Linked DNA regions of Mus musculus: region 2 is linked to region 1. Evidence: chromatin contacts called from public Hi-C data. All regions are on one chromosome and are shown on one strand. The core of a region is the stretch at or near the end of the contact, and the rest is flanking DNA. Distances in the headings are between cores, read along the strand shown.

What was found. Hi-C and Micro-C count contacts between places; a contact is called where the count stands out from the background.
Region 2: a contact with region 1 is called in a Hi-C map of muscle stem cells, with 2.4 times the contacts expected there. The contact joins two enhancer-like sites. A contact is called at or near these places in 1 of 484 Hi-C or Micro-C datasets (muscle stem cells), 3 of 115 datasets of contacts at active chromatin or transcription factors (the NIH/3T3 cell line, bone marrow-derived macrophages and embryonic stem cells) and 2 of 9 other capture datasets (adipose tissue and liver).

The regions. Positions count from the first base shown.
Region 1 is chr1:73,964,963-73,968,368 of GRCm38.p6, forward strand. All of the region lies in intron 18 of Tns1 (tensin 1), which reads right to left. Among named protein-coding and RNA genes, the nearest start is that of Gm39664, 64 kb to the right of the region's middle. Within about 2 kb of position 1,744, at least 22 of the 459 cell types and tissues checked have an H3K27ac peak or open chromatin away from gene starts, as enhancers often do. A contact at or near this core is called in muscle stem cells, where this site is marked.
Region 2 is chr1:74,294,461-74,297,821 of GRCm38.p6, forward strand. All of the region lies in intron 2 of Pnkd (paroxysmal nonkinesiogenic dyskinesia), which reads left to right. Tmbim1 (transmembrane BAX inhibitor motif containing 1) reads right to left here. Exons shown (of 12, transcript NM_027154.5): 2 at 738-979. The coding sequence starts at 939. Among named protein-coding and RNA genes, the nearest start is that of Tmbim1, 8.2 kb to the right of the region's middle. Within about 2 kb of position 1,496, at least 352 of the 459 cell types and tissues checked have an H3K27ac peak or open chromatin away from gene starts, as enhancers often do. A contact at or near this core is called in muscle stem cells, where this site is marked.

The DNA.
Region 1 (3,406 bases), core at 494-2,993:
AACACCATCTGTAGTATTTTGTGAATTACTAAAATAAATTTAACTTAAACCAGTCCTGAGCACCAAACCCCATGAGATCACAGACTTGCTATGTGAATTATACACATTTTTCTTTTCCTTTGATTTAAAAAAAATCTTTTGATAACAGATCTTATGTAGCCCAGGCTGGTCTTGAACTCACTAGGTGATGGCCTTGAATTCCTGATCCTCCTGCCTCTGCCTCCTAAGGGCTTGGATGAGAGATGTGCACCACCATACCATGTGCCTGGTTAATATATATATATACACACACACACACACATATATATATATATATGTATATATCACAATATACATACTCCTGGAGTCAGTTTATAAAGTATCTTAGCCCATGTCCAGTGCCATGGAAACAGTAGGTACAAGAACAAGTGCAAAGCATGACCCTAACCAAATGGCCTTCAGAAAGCAATAGAAGCCCCTGAAGAATCCCCTAAAGACTCTGACTGGATGGACAGCCTTCGCTTGGGAGGCTAACACAGGACTGAAGCAAGTTCAGGCCTACTCTGGGCTATATAGTAAGGTCCTCTGTTAAAGAAAAAAAAAAGCCAGGGGACAGAAACAAGGTAAGGACAGAGGGAGGGAGACCCTGACTTCAGACGCCACCTTCCCCGCAGAAGACAGAACTCTCAGTGGCTTGAGAATCTGAATTTTAAAATGCCCTTATGGGCACAGCCAGGTTTGCCCAGTGATGCTCCTCGTGAAATCAAAAGCTTCCTACTATGATCTTACCATCCCCCACGAAAGCCCATCTTATCTCTAAGAAACAGAAACAGGTACTCTTAGCTCCCATTCGCATCATCTCTCAAGTGACTTTATGGTGTTCTTTGAGTATCCCAGAACAAGCCAATGTCCCCCATGAGAGCCCTAGTGGTATCCAGGTTGTGCAATGTCCTCTGAGCCCCCTGGTCAGTCCTCCCTCACCAGCTTATCTGTGTCACAGGATCTGCTCCCAGGGCTCCTTGTCACTCTCAGGAGGAGGGTCTACAGCAGCCCACATGAGAAGTATGCTACCTTGTACAGTTTGGAAGCCACACTTTTTAATCACACAGCCTCAGAGTCCACCTAACCCCATTGCCTAGGCCAACCCATCATCTGCTAGGCATGCAGCAAAGACAAGAGTCTCACGAAATGACCCAGCCCCTGGAGAGTGTGATGTCCCTGAGACAGTGAAGCTACTCAGTACAACTCTGCTCTGACCTCTGAAGCAGCCAGCATTCCCTGCAACCACGAAGCAGCCCTGAGCATGGTAGCTTTATCCATACGTTCTAGATTCTAGAGACAGGAAGATAGACCTAGAGACCTTTGGCTGCCTCCAAGTACCCAGGATTCATCGAGTCCCCAGATTTGCTGCCACTGTGGGCAGCTATCCCAGGCCATTTCCTAGAATTACAGCCCAGGGGACATCCTGAGTTCAGTGGCTGGTCCACCCGATCCCATCCATCCAACTCTGGGAAGCAGAGGTCCCCACAGATGGTTAGAGCCAGAGCCAACATCACAACTCAGCCACTGACTCCCGGAAGGAAGTCACCCCAGCTGCCAGATCCGGGACACACGAACAGAGGGAGGTGGCTGGAGGGTCCTAGAAGCACCTCCCCCCATACACACACAAGAACCACAGCTCCTCCAGCTGGTCTAACACTATAAAGAGGGTGGGACACTAGAGGGCCACACCTCACTAGAGAAGCAGCTTTAGTTTGTAGTCTGATTACTTCATCCTTCCCAGGGCAGCCTTGGCCCAGCCGAGTCTGGATCTGGGGGAGGGAGCTCAGGTTACCATGGCCACAACTTTGATAGGCTGGGTCCCTTCTCACTGTTGTTTCCTGTTGCTGTCCTAACCCTCCCTTCTCTCTAGCCACTAACAGGTGTAGAAGCATCTCCCCAGGCCTGAACAATTGAACAATTGGCTCTTGTTCAATGTTAATGCCTCTTCTCTTTCTCTCTGTGCGCGCATGTGTGCCTTTGGGAGAGTGAGCATGTACCTGTGTGCCTGTGAGTGTGTAGAGGTGAGAGGTCAATCTCAGAGGCCTTTCCTCAGGCACTATCTCCCTTTTTCTTTTGAGGCAAGGTCCCTCACCGGCCTGGAATTCACCAAGTAAGTTAAGGAGGACGGGAGGTCATTGAGCCCCAGCGATCCTCCTATGCCTGCCTCTCCATCACTGGGATTACAAACACCTACGAACCACCCCTGGTTTTGCACATGGGAATAGAACTGGGGTCTTCGTGCTTATAAGGAAAGCGCTTTGCCAACTAAGCCATCTTCTCAACCCCTTGACCCTTGTTCTTAAAGGACAAAATGATTGAGTGTTTTGACTTAGTCTTGGGGTTAGGACTAAAACAGAACACTGTCCCTAGGAGAGCTACTTCATAGTCTGTGAGCGAGTGGGGCAGGGGCACATGCAGCACCAGGTAAGGTTGTCACCCAGGGAATATGTAGCCAGAAGCATGGTGGGTTATAGCGGGAAGAAATGCCATTGGCATATAGCAGGTAGACTTGAGCTAGACAGAGGAAAGAGAGTACAGGGTGGAAGAAGCTGAGTTCCCAACAGACGACTCCAATTTAGCTGCCTACTGCATGAGCTTGGCTGGTTTAGTTTCCACTGTGGCAAAATACACAGAGGAAAGCTTGGAGCTCTAAAATGTCTTGTTCTAGAGCGAACCCAGGATCATCAAGGAGGCAGCAGGCATAGTCAGAAGGGTGGGGGCAGGAAGAAGCACCCCCCACCCCATGACAGACATGGCAGCAAGGTGCTGAAGGTGCAGGGGGAGAAGGGAAGGGGGAGAGGGAAGGACACTGAGAAAGAAAGGAGGAGGGCTTGCTGCCTGAGCTGACTGCGCACCGAGGCTCTGTGTGTGTGTGTGTGTGTGTGTGTGTGTGTGTGTGTGTGTGTGTGTATGTGTGTGTGTGTGTGTGTGTGATAGAAACATACTCTCAGAATGCCCTAGGACCCTACCCCCCCCCCCACAGTAGCCCAAAAGACCTGAAGAAGTGCAGCTCAGGGCTACAGGGGTAGGACAGGCTTTGGAGAGTCAGCCTTTTGGGGGTCTCCATACCTATTCCAGGAAGGCAGCAGGCAGAGCCAGTCTGGGGATATGTTCCCTGGGAATAGGATAAGATTATGCAGGAGGGGGACTGTCAGCTCCCAGTAGATATATGCATCGGACGGATAAGGGGTAGAGGGACATCTGTTCGTAGCCCTCCTGCCTCTCCTCACCTCACGGCTCTCAGCACAGATGTGCTCCAGAAGCCTCCTCATCCGGGAAGGAGACGGCAGAGAAGGACAGATGAGTTCGGGGTGCAAAGGAGACTGAATCAATGCCTGTAGCCATTCACCAAGGGTCTGTGCCTGACCAGGTGTCTTTCAATGGC
Region 2 (3,361 bases), core at 246-2,745, 330 kb after region 1:
AGCTGGCCATATACTCACTGGCTCTAGGACACTGAGGCTACTGCAGCCACCAACATTCCATGGATGCCTCTTGGGGAACTACTTCCAAAATCTACCCAGAAGGAGCTGCGGTACAGCTCATAGGCATAGGCAGAGCAAATGTTTAATGACCTTGAGTTCAGTCTCTCATACCAAAAACAAACAAACAAACAAACAATATGTGTGTGTGTGTGTGTGTGTGTGTGTGTGTGTGTGTGTGTGTGTGTGTGTATGTGGGTGGGTGGGTGGGTGTATATATGTGTGCATATATATATGCAAAATCCACCCCCAGGAGAAGAGGCTTACTCTAGTCTAACATCACCTTCACTGGACAACCATGACATTTTGGCTGTTGGCAGGAGATGTGTCAGCCCTAGGATATTAAAAAGTGCTTAGGGTTCCTAAGGAAGGAATGGTGCCCACACACAGTGGCAACAGACTTGTTGAGAAACAGAAATGGTTCCTTAGGGCAACCACTTAGAAGCCATTACTTCACCCAGCTGCCATCTCTGGGTGTAAGTTCAGTCTTAAGGCCTCAGTCTTCTTACTGAATATATAGGCCAGCAAGTGGCTGGAGGGAAGACCAGGAGGTTAAGGGGAAGGTGAGACAGGAAGAGAAAATGGTATCAAAGGGGATGGTAGGAGGAAGGGAATGTAAGGGTTCCTCAGTGCCAAGCTCTACCTTGTCCCACCAACCCCAGCCACCCTCCATGACTCACCGTAGTTCATGGGCATTGGATGGACGGGAGGAACCGGCTGTGGGTAGCCAGCAGGATGACCGTAACCAGGTTGAGGGTAGGCAGGGTAGGCGGGATAACCACCTGGCAGGACAGATGGCTGCCCGTAGCCACCAGGAGGTGGAGAGCCAGGGTACAGGGGGTTGTGGTCCTCATAGGGAGGTGGGGCACTGGGATTGGACATGGCCACTCAAGGGCTGAGGGGAAACCCCAGCTTCTGGGTCCTGCAATAGGAAACAAGCAATCAGTCATGAGTTCCTGGCTGCCCACTCCACCCTTGCTCCTTTCTAGGCTATGTCTGTAGCTTACACATGCCATTCACCGCCCACAGGACACCAGCCCTTGGGTTTTATAATCTCTCACAGCAGCCTTTATCTGGGGCCTCCCCTGCCCTGGCCACAGGAGAGTAGGGGTGGGGATTAGTCAGACGACCAGCGTCACAGCTGAGGATCAGAACAACACAAGAGACTGGCAGCCTGGGAACTCCCTGTTCGCCTTTAAGGGAACCTTGCAGTGCTGTCCTGACAGCAGAACCAGGGAAGAAGCTGGATGGCCCTAGAAGCGCTTCCTGGTGAGTCACAGGGCTGGCCAGCTGGGACCCTTTAGAGGGCTCAACCCAGCCCCCACAGCAGCTGGCTGGAGCAGCAGGCTTGAGGGCCAGATACAGGGTGGAGCCAAGCTAGAAGCTGAGCAGGAAAGAGGAGGAAGAAAACAATCCTGCCACTGTGCCAGAATGGCCAGGCCCCAGAGGGAGGGGCAGGGCTGGCAGCAGACAGGACTCTCCAGTTCCCATCCCGTCACGGGGCATGTGGCAGCCTGTGCCTGTTGCTCCCTTCGCTGGTCTTGCCAGGGAGTAAACAGTGCTCCAGAGCTCCCTGGAAGGGGGTCTCTGGAGTCTTCCCAGCAGCAGTGGCGGGGAAGGTCAAGGAAAGCAAGCAGAGAAGTGAGGGCACAGGATGGAATGCCTCTGACAGGAGAGCCCTGCAGCTTGCCGAAGCTCCAGGTGCCACACTGATGCTCAGGGGAGCAGTGAGGCCCATTTTAGTAAAGTAGCTCCCACAGTCCTGGAGCCAGCTGTTAGGAGCACACCCTGAGTGGGTCTGGTGTTATGAGTCCTTCATGCTTTGCTGTACTTTCTAGGCCTCCTCTGCCAAGCTCATCACAGCCTGTGGACCCATAATGAAATGGCAGGCACATCCAGATATGGCAGAGATGAGGACAGAGACAAACCAAGGAAATGGTGTCTTTATTTCTTTCACAGAACCACCCCTTCCCATGCACACCCTGTGACAGAGTTACCCCCTGCCCTACAGGAAAGACTGGCAGATCCAGGTCAGCCACACCTTCAGGGCCGCTGCTGGAAGCAGGAGAGTCCCAGCTTCTCTTTCAGGGCACCAGTGCAGCTCAGAGATCAGATAGAGGACATGCACGGCTCCTCTCAGGACAACGGGAGTGATTCACAAGGAAAACCAGTGAGGATCGAGTAACAGGCCAGGTCTCTGAGCAGGTCACACTGAGGAAAGCTGTTCTCCATCTCCCCAGAGCAAGAATGTGTCAAGCCAGAGAGAAGAAAGCCTTTCTAGAGAGGAGGGGTATGAGAAGTGAGCCGGGCAGGGAAGCTTGGGAGTCAGGCACTGCGCAGGGCAGAGCTACTGGAGAAGTGGGACTCCCAGAGTGGAGAGTGAGTCTAAGATCAGCCACTGGAACTGGTTTGGAGAGTCTCGAGTCTATGAAAGGACAGAGTAATCACAAGCAAGATAAAAGAAGCAAGTTTTTCCTGCCCCAGCCTTTGGAGCAAAAGCCTTGTTCCCCTAAACCCTACTCTTTCCCTCTCCAAGCCGCCTTCTGAGTCCACAGAAAGAACGACATCCTGGTGGATGGGAAGAGGGCAAAGCAGGTTACCTTTGGTATAGAGGTGCCTGACATTCCATTATGGCTTTTATCTCAGTAATCTAGGTCTATATGAAATCCTCCATGGGGGGAGAGGGGGTGCTGGCTGATGGCTAAACAGTCCTAAAAGGCACTGCCAGGAAAGGCCCTGTTGTTAGAGTCCCAACAGTGCTACCAAGCCATGATGTCCCAATGACCTGGCCCTTCACTTTCACAGGGTATGTGGGAAATGGGGTGGTTGAGTGATCTCAGGGCTCAATGACAGCTCTAAGAGCTGACTGTGACCCAGGAAACTGACCATGCAGGGCCCCCTCCCTCTTCCCAAGAGAGGGGCTGCAGTGACTCACTGTCTGGGGTGTGGCTCCAGGGTCTAGGGTGGCTCAGCTGCTGACTCACAGGCCTCCCCCCTGTCCTCCCTGCCCGGTCGTGCTGGGAGGAATTTGCCAGTGGACCTGCCTGATCCCAGCATAGTTCTCTGAGTCCTCCACCACCTGCCCTTTTGAACCAGAGATGATGTCATGCGTCAGTGTCCCCACCTGGAAGATGGGTTCAACACCACTTAACAGTACCTCCCAAGGAACCGTCAAAATTAAGACAGAATATACACACTGAGTGGGTGGAGAGATGGTTCAGCAGTTAAGAACACTGGCTGCTCTCCCATAGGACCTGGGTTCAAGTCCTGGCATCCACATGGCAGCTCACAACTGTCTGTAACT